2 separate regions of the Anas platyrhynchos genome follow, and region 2 is linked to region 1. Evidence: chromatin contacts called from public Hi-C data. All regions are on one chromosome and are shown on one strand. The core of a region is the stretch at or near the end of the contact, and the rest is flanking DNA. Distances in the headings are between cores, read along the strand shown.

Region 1 (4,139 bases), core at 1,337-3,836:
CACACAGGTAGGTCTGAATAAAAACGCAGTGATCTGAAAGGAGCTGTGTGTGCACGAGTGTGTATGAGAGTTACTGAGAAACACCACAGCAGCACATAGGTAAGCAGCAAAGAAACTCTGAAGAAGCACATGAAACAGAACACCCGGAAAAAAAAAAGTTGAAAGAGTGCTATGGGACACAGTGCCACACAGGAAAAGGCTGGGAACCATGAGCTCCATGGGAAGTGCTTTTCTTCGTTTGCGTCATACTGAATTTAGGACAACAGAACTGTATGTATGTTATTCATAAATAAACATGATTGCGCCAAAGAAGTAACTGACTTATAATTGTTTTTCCCATCTATGTGACCCCCTTTTTTTTTTTAGCTTACTGTTTGGGTCCAAAGGATAGCCATAATTTGGATGGCTTGGGAAATCTAGTTCAACAGTGTGAAACCAGCAAATCCCCATAAAGGGGAGTTTCAAGAATAGTTTTGCCTTTTTCCCCCTCCCTTTTCCTCTCTCCACCTGATAGTAGAGTGACTTATTACCGAGTATCTGGGCTACCATTAAGGGACTTGGAGAAAACAGATTAACAGGTAAGAAATGAGTTATGTTAATGGCATATGCATTATAAAAAGGCAAAGTGGTCCTTTTAGACAGAATCTAAAGAGGAGGTTATATTGTTTTCATGTGCTATGACTACTTATAAATTATAGGAAAATAAAAATGTACTGTTTGTTTTTACTTTTTTTTTCTTTTTTTCTTCAATAATTACGGGCTTGGTAAGGTATGGGAGTGACCTAATTGTTCCAGTTGTGACCTCTAAGTTATTGTTAATTTCACTGTCAGTATGTGCTTCACATCTCCTACTTAATGGTATGCTAATTGTACAGCAGATTGTCACATTCTCCAACATACAGATTCCCTATTTCAATTACAGCTAAGTAAATCTCCATTACTAATGAGTAAGCATTTCTTTTCCATGTACATTTGCATTATAATGGACATTTTCTTTATGCACTAAAATTATTCTTTTCCTTGACAACAACTATATATTTTATTTTACAGTAAAGGCTACGACATGATGATTCATTCTTTTCTGTTGGGTTTATCTGTATTTAAATTGTCAAATGTTCTGGATAGCCTGACATTTTCTGTCCCGTGTTATTTTTCTGTATTTCCAGAATTAATTTATGTATTTGCTTTAAGACAACCAACTTAAGACAAATCACAGAAAAGTAAGCTTATGTGTCAGTCATCAATTAAGCTGTATTTCAGAATTGTTGCATTGCTTCATTCGTGTTGCTGAGAAATTTCAACTGCTGTTCATGTCAGCGCAAAGTGACCTTTATGATACCATGTTTGACTGATCTGAATGTAAAGAACAAGTGACCACAAGTGACCCATATCACCGCCAGATCCCACTCTGCTTAACAGAGCATAGCTCTTTGGCTATCAAATACAATCCCCCAAACAGACATTTGCTGCCCCGCTATGCATATATCTACACATGCGATGGACAGCTGAGTAAAATGAGGGGGAAGGCCTCCTGGTACATCCGAGCTATGCAGCTCTGCTGCCAAATCTGCGCCCTCCAGAGGGTTGCAGCCAGTCTCTGGGTGCAGCTGAGCTTGGGCAGCCGGCTCCTGCCGGCGGAGGATTCCCTTCGTCTGCCAGCACCGTGACCCAAGGGGCTTTCCCTGCCCTTCCTCGGGGAATGAGGAGACTGGCAAATTGAGCCCCTGTGCCGGAGATCCTTCCTTTGTTCTGCATGGCCCTGGGAAAATGTGTCACCTTTTGTAAAAAAATAAGGACCGTGAGTCTTGTTGAGAAAGCGATAATTTAATTTTTGTTCGTATGCACTGAAGAAACGTTGCTTTGGTTTTGTTGGGGTCACTGCCTACACGGTAAATTAAAAACAGGGGTCTTTTTGAGATGCCCAACACAGATTTATATATCAAAGAGGGTGCTTTAATTAACAATAATGAATATTCTTGAAGATTTTTAAGTTGTCTGGTGGTGGGTGTATATATGGGGCAAAAGATGGGGTGCTGGGTTCTTTTAATTGTGTAAGTACATGGGATGTTGAAAAGAAACAAAATTTGGTAAAGCATTAGGTAGCATTGAAGAAATGCAGGAGGAAATGTTTGCAACCAGATGTTAGAAGTAACAGATTGATTTCCTGGTCACTGTGCATGAATTCTTTCTAGCCTTGTGTATATCCTGATAATCGGATGGATCACAGTATAGATACAAGTTTGTTTTGTTTTTATTTTGAAAGGCCTACGGTATGCAGCCTTTTTCCCAGACAGCAGCAAAAAACAAGGTGAACAATTTTTGCACTATGTGGTTTTGAATTCTGTCATATTTTCTATTACGTTTCTGTCTTCCATTAGGATAGCTTAGTTTCCTCTATTAACCACCACCATCATCCACATCACTTCCAATTCCGAGTTTAGTCTACATTATGTATGTATATAGTTTGCTGATTTTTTTCTCTCTCCTGGGGGCTGGAAGTGGTTACTCACACGTTACAGTTCAAGATGTTGTTACAATGGTTGCCCTTTAATCAGTCATTTTCGGAGTGGCTGATGACACCTGGTGGTGTGTTTCGTAAATGCAGACTTAACCGGGTTTGCAGCTGGCGGAGCATTTTGACCTGGCCTAGCCCGAGCACTGGCAGTCAGAGTTTGAGCTATTTTAATGAATCTGACCTCCTGCATGAAAAAAAAATAAAAATAACAAAAGAATCTGTTGGGAGCACGTTCTCCTCCCATCCAAACCGAAGTAAACCAAGAGAAGCAGTAACATTACACTGCTGTTGGAGCAAAATTAATGCCTCTGACCTTGCTATTGAAGTCAATAGTATAGCTTCTCACAAGGGCTATGTATCTTTTTTATTTTCTTAATTAACTTTACCAATATATTGCATAAATGAATGTTTTATATATATATATATTTACGCACTAAATATACTGCATTAAACTAAAAATCTTTCCCGTGAAAATCCTAGGTGATTATATTTAGAAATAATGATGTTTTCAAAACTTTGGAGTGGGAATACTGAGGGAAGCTTCTTCTGGTGTTTTATTTAATGTCATGGTTTCTGGCTTGAGTGCATGATTTTTCTTGCCAGCAAATATATTTCCGTATGTTTATTAAATTCCACATCTCTTTGCCAGTATATTTCCTAACAATGGAATATCTGGGATCTACCAATAAGTAACTAGTACAAATAAAAAAAAAAATGCTGGAATCCTCATTCTTTGGTAAAATTCCTCAGTAGCCAGAACCTATTGGGCTTTTCTCAACTTGATTTTTATCTGGATACAACTTTAATCAAAACTGATTCTCTTTCTTGCTTAATTGGCCTTTTATTGCTATCTGATTATTTTTTTTTTCGGTAGTTTTATAAAGAAGATAAATATTACACTAAATATAAAAGAATTTTAAGGCAATACTTCATCCTGATTTTTGTAAATCTACAGAGAATTCCAATGCATCTACAATGCAGTATCTTTAGTTATTTCTAAAATATTGCAAAGAAAGGATTCCCATCATGTTTTGCCACCGGACTTTGTGGAAGGGGAAAGATTTGGTGAAATGAGAATATGTTCTTTATAGCCAAATTAAGTGGTATTGTTTTGCCATTCTTAAGTATACAGAATTGACATAAAATTAAATGAGAAAAAAAAATGGTAGAAGAGTCAAGTTACACTGTTAATCTGAACAACAAAGGAGGGCAAAGTTCTGAGTTAAAAATCATAGGTTAAGGGTTTGTTGTTTTTTTTTTTTTTTTTTTCTTATTTCCCTAATCTTACTGCCCCAACATTCATGGTGCATAAACTTTAGTGTAGGCAATTTGGGTTGAGGCTGTCCTGAAATCTCATTTATTTGTGGGGGGCTCTGCTCAGACGAGTTACACGACACAGCTGCTCTTCGGCCTAAGGGCCTGGCAGCTCCACTTCGTGTCACTTCTTACCCCAACCTAGGTGACAGCACTTGCCAGCCATGGGAAAGGGGGGATGGCACAGATGCCTGGTCTGGCCACTGGTGGGAATTGCTAACTCCACCTTTACAGCATGACATTAAACATAGCTTGGCCAGATTTTTATCAAGATAATTTAGTCAAGAGCAGGAGTAAATTTTTTCAGAGA
Region 2 (4,356 bases), core at 903-3,402, 76 kb before region 1:
TATGCAACACAAAGGTGATATAATGAAAATGGTTAGCCGGGGGATCTAAAGAGGATGTCAAAGCATTTCAAAACAAGGCCCACCAACACCCGTATATAAACTATATGCCTGTTTCTCTCCAGTCGATTTAATTCACTGCCCATCAGCTCACACAAGGTAAAGTAGTTATGGTTGTAGACACTCCCTAAATGTTTGCTTTAGGATACCTTGTTCTTTACAAAATCAAATATTTGTATCCTGAAACAAATATTTGGAGACTGTCCAGACTACCCTTTACAAATATGTTAACTACAACAAATTGTTGGCAAGCAGTGGATTCCAGGAAAAAAAAAAAAAAGAAAAAAAAAAAAACACTGTAAGGTAAGGCAAACCATAAGGATTCAATCCTGCATATGCTTCCGCGTTCGTGAAACTGCAGCCTAAATATTTATTTGACAGCTCTCTATGGGACCTGAGAGATAAAGGGCTAAAACCTTTTTATACTGAAGATAGCTGAACTTCTGCCTTAAGTAAATATTTGCATAGGTAAGGAGAAGGGACTGTGTCAGAGTAATAAATCTTCTCACTAAAGAACCAGAGAGTGGAATTGGAGCTTTGTCTTGGATGTATGCCAAAGAATCCCCCCAGCCAACCCAGTTGTATGGGGTATCTGGCTGGTTTAGCTGAAGAATTAAAGACGGTTCTGTATGCTGCTGGGTAGGCTTCTCTCCTCTTTGCTTCTGGTTGCAAAAATTGGAATGCCTAAAACACACCCGCTTGAGCAGACCTGCCAGCTTGACTGAATGGTGGAAACTGTAGAAATGATAAGGACCCAAACATTTTTCTTCGTATATAAATATAGCCCAGATACTATTTGTGTAGAGCAGGTTTCAAAGGAACTTAAGGCAGCCAAGCCACCAATATCCCATGGAAACTTGGCATATATTTCAATCAAGCGTCTTTTGAAAATTACAAGTCTTAACAAAATCTGAGCCAAACATCACAACTAAATGCTTAACGTAAGGTAGCCTTTTTGTAATTACACTGACACTAAATCTCTTCCTGAGTGTCCTTCTTACTTAAAAAATTGCCTGTAAATCTAATTTACTTTTTATTAATGAAAGCAATATCATGCAGTTAATAAACTATAGTATCACCGTTTGGTATCTGCCCAACCCCTCAAGTACCCTTTGAAAACAGATTACCAGCACTTTCTTTCCTATTTATTTTAGATAATGTAAAATGTTCTTTCATATTTAAATACACAACATAAGTAAAGCTTTATCACTGCCATTCAACAAGCTCTTATTTGCATTTTATTTTTTTAAAGTGGAGGTGAAGTCCTGATGTAGCAGTCTCAAACAAAATGTGGTTTTAGACACTACTAAAAATTTTATTTACTAAACACACTAGAGAAACCTTCACTGTTCAGAGTGTAAATTTTGTTAAATTATTTGACTGAACAGGCAGAATGGATGCAACTTTTTCATTATTAGTATTCCAAAATTATTTTAACAATACTAGTGACTACTCAGGTGAGTAAAATTATTTGCATGCATAAATTTTACAGGATTAAACTTATAGTTTATTTTAATAAAGTATGTCACAGTGCTAGTCGAGTTTAATCAATTATAAAATATGTTACTGTTCCATTATTTAATTCCTTGAGTATTTCAGAAACTTCAGAATTCATTTGCTTAGACATTTATGAATAATTAATATTTATCTCATAGTCTATGTAAAAATAGGATTGAAAGTACATGTTTTCCTGCTACTTACATACATACATATATATATATATATATGCCTCTACAGTTTCGTATTACCTAGATTTTCTAATCCTGCAGTGAAAGTGTGGACCCATAATTGGAACACATAGCCAATTCTGGGACAGAACACTGCTTCTATATGCTTTAGTTTCTGCTGCCCAAGGTGTGTATCCACTTTTAAAAATATTTTATGGTATTTCTCCAAACTGGATTTCACGTTAAGAGGTCAGATAACTGGTATTTTTTTCTTCTGCAATAAGAGAGGATCCAGATCTAAGAGTGTGATAAAATACATATATAATAAATAGTTAAAGATCCGTTTCAAATGTATTATTAAAAAAAAATAATAAAAGAAACAAACAGCAACTCCAGCAGACACCACTAGAGTTCTCCTTCTCCCAAATATCCCTAGCACCATCCTAAACCCTGTTTACCCCAGAAACCTGAACTGTGGACAGACAGAAGAGGAGAGAGAGAGAGAAAATTCAGACACAATAAAACTCTGAGGGGAAAAATATGTGGAAGGAGGAGGCAGCAGCGGCCTGGGGAAGGGATTGAAAAGTTTCCCCTGGCTTAACTTCTCCCCCCCTGCAGCAGCAGAAGCAGCGGCAGCAGCACAAGGTGAGAGAGACTTTTAAGTCTGGGGAGGAGGGGTGTGTGTGCGGGAGGGGGGGTTGAATTTACAGCCCTGTGGGTATTTCTCTGTCTGCCTCCCTGGCTTTGGGGTGCGAGAGACACCGTGTCTCATGCTGGGTGGATTTTTTTTTAATATGATGGAGGATTATAAACATGGCGCCTTAAAAAAACTACAAAATCATGTACACACTGTTCCAAGGAGATGGGGGAGAGGGGACAGGGGAAGGGCTGGGCACGAGGGGAGGGGGCAATCCTGCCCCGTGGGGGAGCATATGGGGAGGGGGGAGCAATTATACTTAATAATAAAATGTGTGGGGCTGCGGGGGGGTGGGGGGGGAGCGTGGGGGGGGCGACGGGGACGGAAGGCGGGATTTTTATATATATGTATATATATATATTATTTTTTTGGAGTGGGAAGGATCATCTCGCAGCCCGCTTGGAAATCGAGAAGAGGGGGGCCGGCGGCGGGGCGCGTGTGATTATTAACGGCGATTATTTTTGTCCCTACACGCCTTCCCCGGCCGGCTTTCGGCTTGGAAAAAAAAAAAAAAAAGCCGCGGCGGTTTCGCCAGACTTTCAGCACGGGCCGGGATCGGGTCGGGGCGTGAGGAGGCGGTGGGGTGGCCAAGGGGCCCCCCCGGGGGGAGACGCTGCCCTCAGCGCTCCGCCGGGCCTGCAGGGCGCGGGGGAGCCGGGGACTCGCGTGAGAGGCGAGGCCGAGCGGGGTGTGGCGCAGCCCGGCCTCGGCCCCGCCGCCCCCCCGGCTGTGTTCTCAACAAGCTTTGCTCCCCGCTTTTCTCCCCCTCCTCCTTTTTTTTTTTTTTTTTTTTTTTCCTTTCTCTCGCTTCTCCCCCGCCGCCCCCGCGTTTCCTCGCTGGGGTTTGGTGGGGTGTGTGTGTGTGTATGGGGGGGGGGGGAATGTCTGCTTGGGTCTCGGCCCGAGTAATGGCAGCTGCTCGACAGCGCCGAGCCTCCTCCGCAGAGGGGAGACGGCGGCTCCCCGCAGGCCGGGAGCGGGGCCATAACCCCCCTTCCCCGCGGCGGGCAGCGAGAGGGACGAGGCTGGGGGGCGAGCTCCCGGCCCCGGCCCTCCGCCCCCGGCCGGGCTGCGCCACCCCCGCGGCGGGGACGGCCTTAAAGCCCGGCTCTGCCCCGCCGGGAGGGCAGGTTGGGGGTGGCCTCCGGCTTCCCCAGCTGCTGGGGGGCTTCGTCCTCTGTCCTCGGCCGTGGCGGCCCTCGGGCTGCCCGGGGCCGGGGTGAGGAAGGGGTCGTGCGGGGGGCGCCTCCTGCACCCTCCGGGAATAGTTGACTCGCTCCCCCCTCGCATGAAAGGGACCTCCGGGGCTCGGAGGTCGGGTTTTAGGAAAGCCCGGACTGCTGAGCCTTTCGGCGATGTGTTTTTTTATTTTTTTATTTTTATTTTTGTCTTGCTTTCCCCCCCGCTCCCCGCCCCTCCAAGCCGCGTCTCCGCACATAACTCGGGTCTGTGCACTTTCTGAGGCGTTGTCCTTCATCATCCCCAACCTCAGGGATTGCCCAGAGGCCTATCTTAGCTCCTTTCTTTCACGAAGAAAGGATAAAAGCATACATGGGGGGGAGTTTCCTCTGGTAGGGATGATGGGGAGCCTTTCTGTGCCTCCCTCACCTTCCCTGCGTTTCAGAAAAAAATCCTCCCCTAAAATATTGATGTTACAGACTGGAGAAACTTTGCACATCTTTCGGGGCTTACCCTGAAAATGGCGAACTTAATTTTGGAATTTATTTTATTTATTTATTTATTTATTTCTGCAAATGTGGCAAGCAGAACTTTGCAAGCTGGAAGAACTGGAGCGAGGGGTGGCTCGAAGAGAGGAAAAGGGCTGGAAAACTCTTTAATTTGGTGCTGGTTGGTTTCATAATTGCATAATTTGGTATTTTAATGTCCTGGGATCATTTACCACAATCTTTGTATTGTAGGAGCAATGCTGTTTGT

What was found. Hi-C and Micro-C count contacts between places; a contact is called where the count stands out from the background.
Region 2: a contact with region 1 is called in a Hi-C map of subcutaneous adipose tissue, with 2.8 times the contacts expected there. The contact joins the promoter of ZMYND11 here to the enhancer-like site in region 1. A contact is called at or near these places in 5 of 8 Hi-C or Micro-C datasets (F1 follicle, F5 follicle, liver and 2 more).

The regions. Positions count from the first base shown.
Region 1 is chr2:149,104,983-149,109,121 of IASCAAS_PekinDuck_T2T, reverse strand. The region is part of intron 2 of ZMYND11 (zinc finger MYND-type containing 11); the gene reads left to right. Among named protein-coding and RNA genes, the nearest start is that of ZMYND11, 76 kb to the left of the region's middle. Within about 2 kb of position 2,586, at least 1 of the 8 cell types and tissues checked has an H3K27ac peak or open chromatin away from gene starts, as enhancers often do. A contact at or near this core is called in subcutaneous adipose tissue, where this site is marked.
Region 2 is chr2:149,180,512-149,184,867 of IASCAAS_PekinDuck_T2T, reverse strand. It overlaps ZMYND11 (zinc finger MYND-type containing 11), which reads left to right and starts at 2,152. Exons shown (of 13, transcript XM_072033828.1): 1 at 2,152-2,369.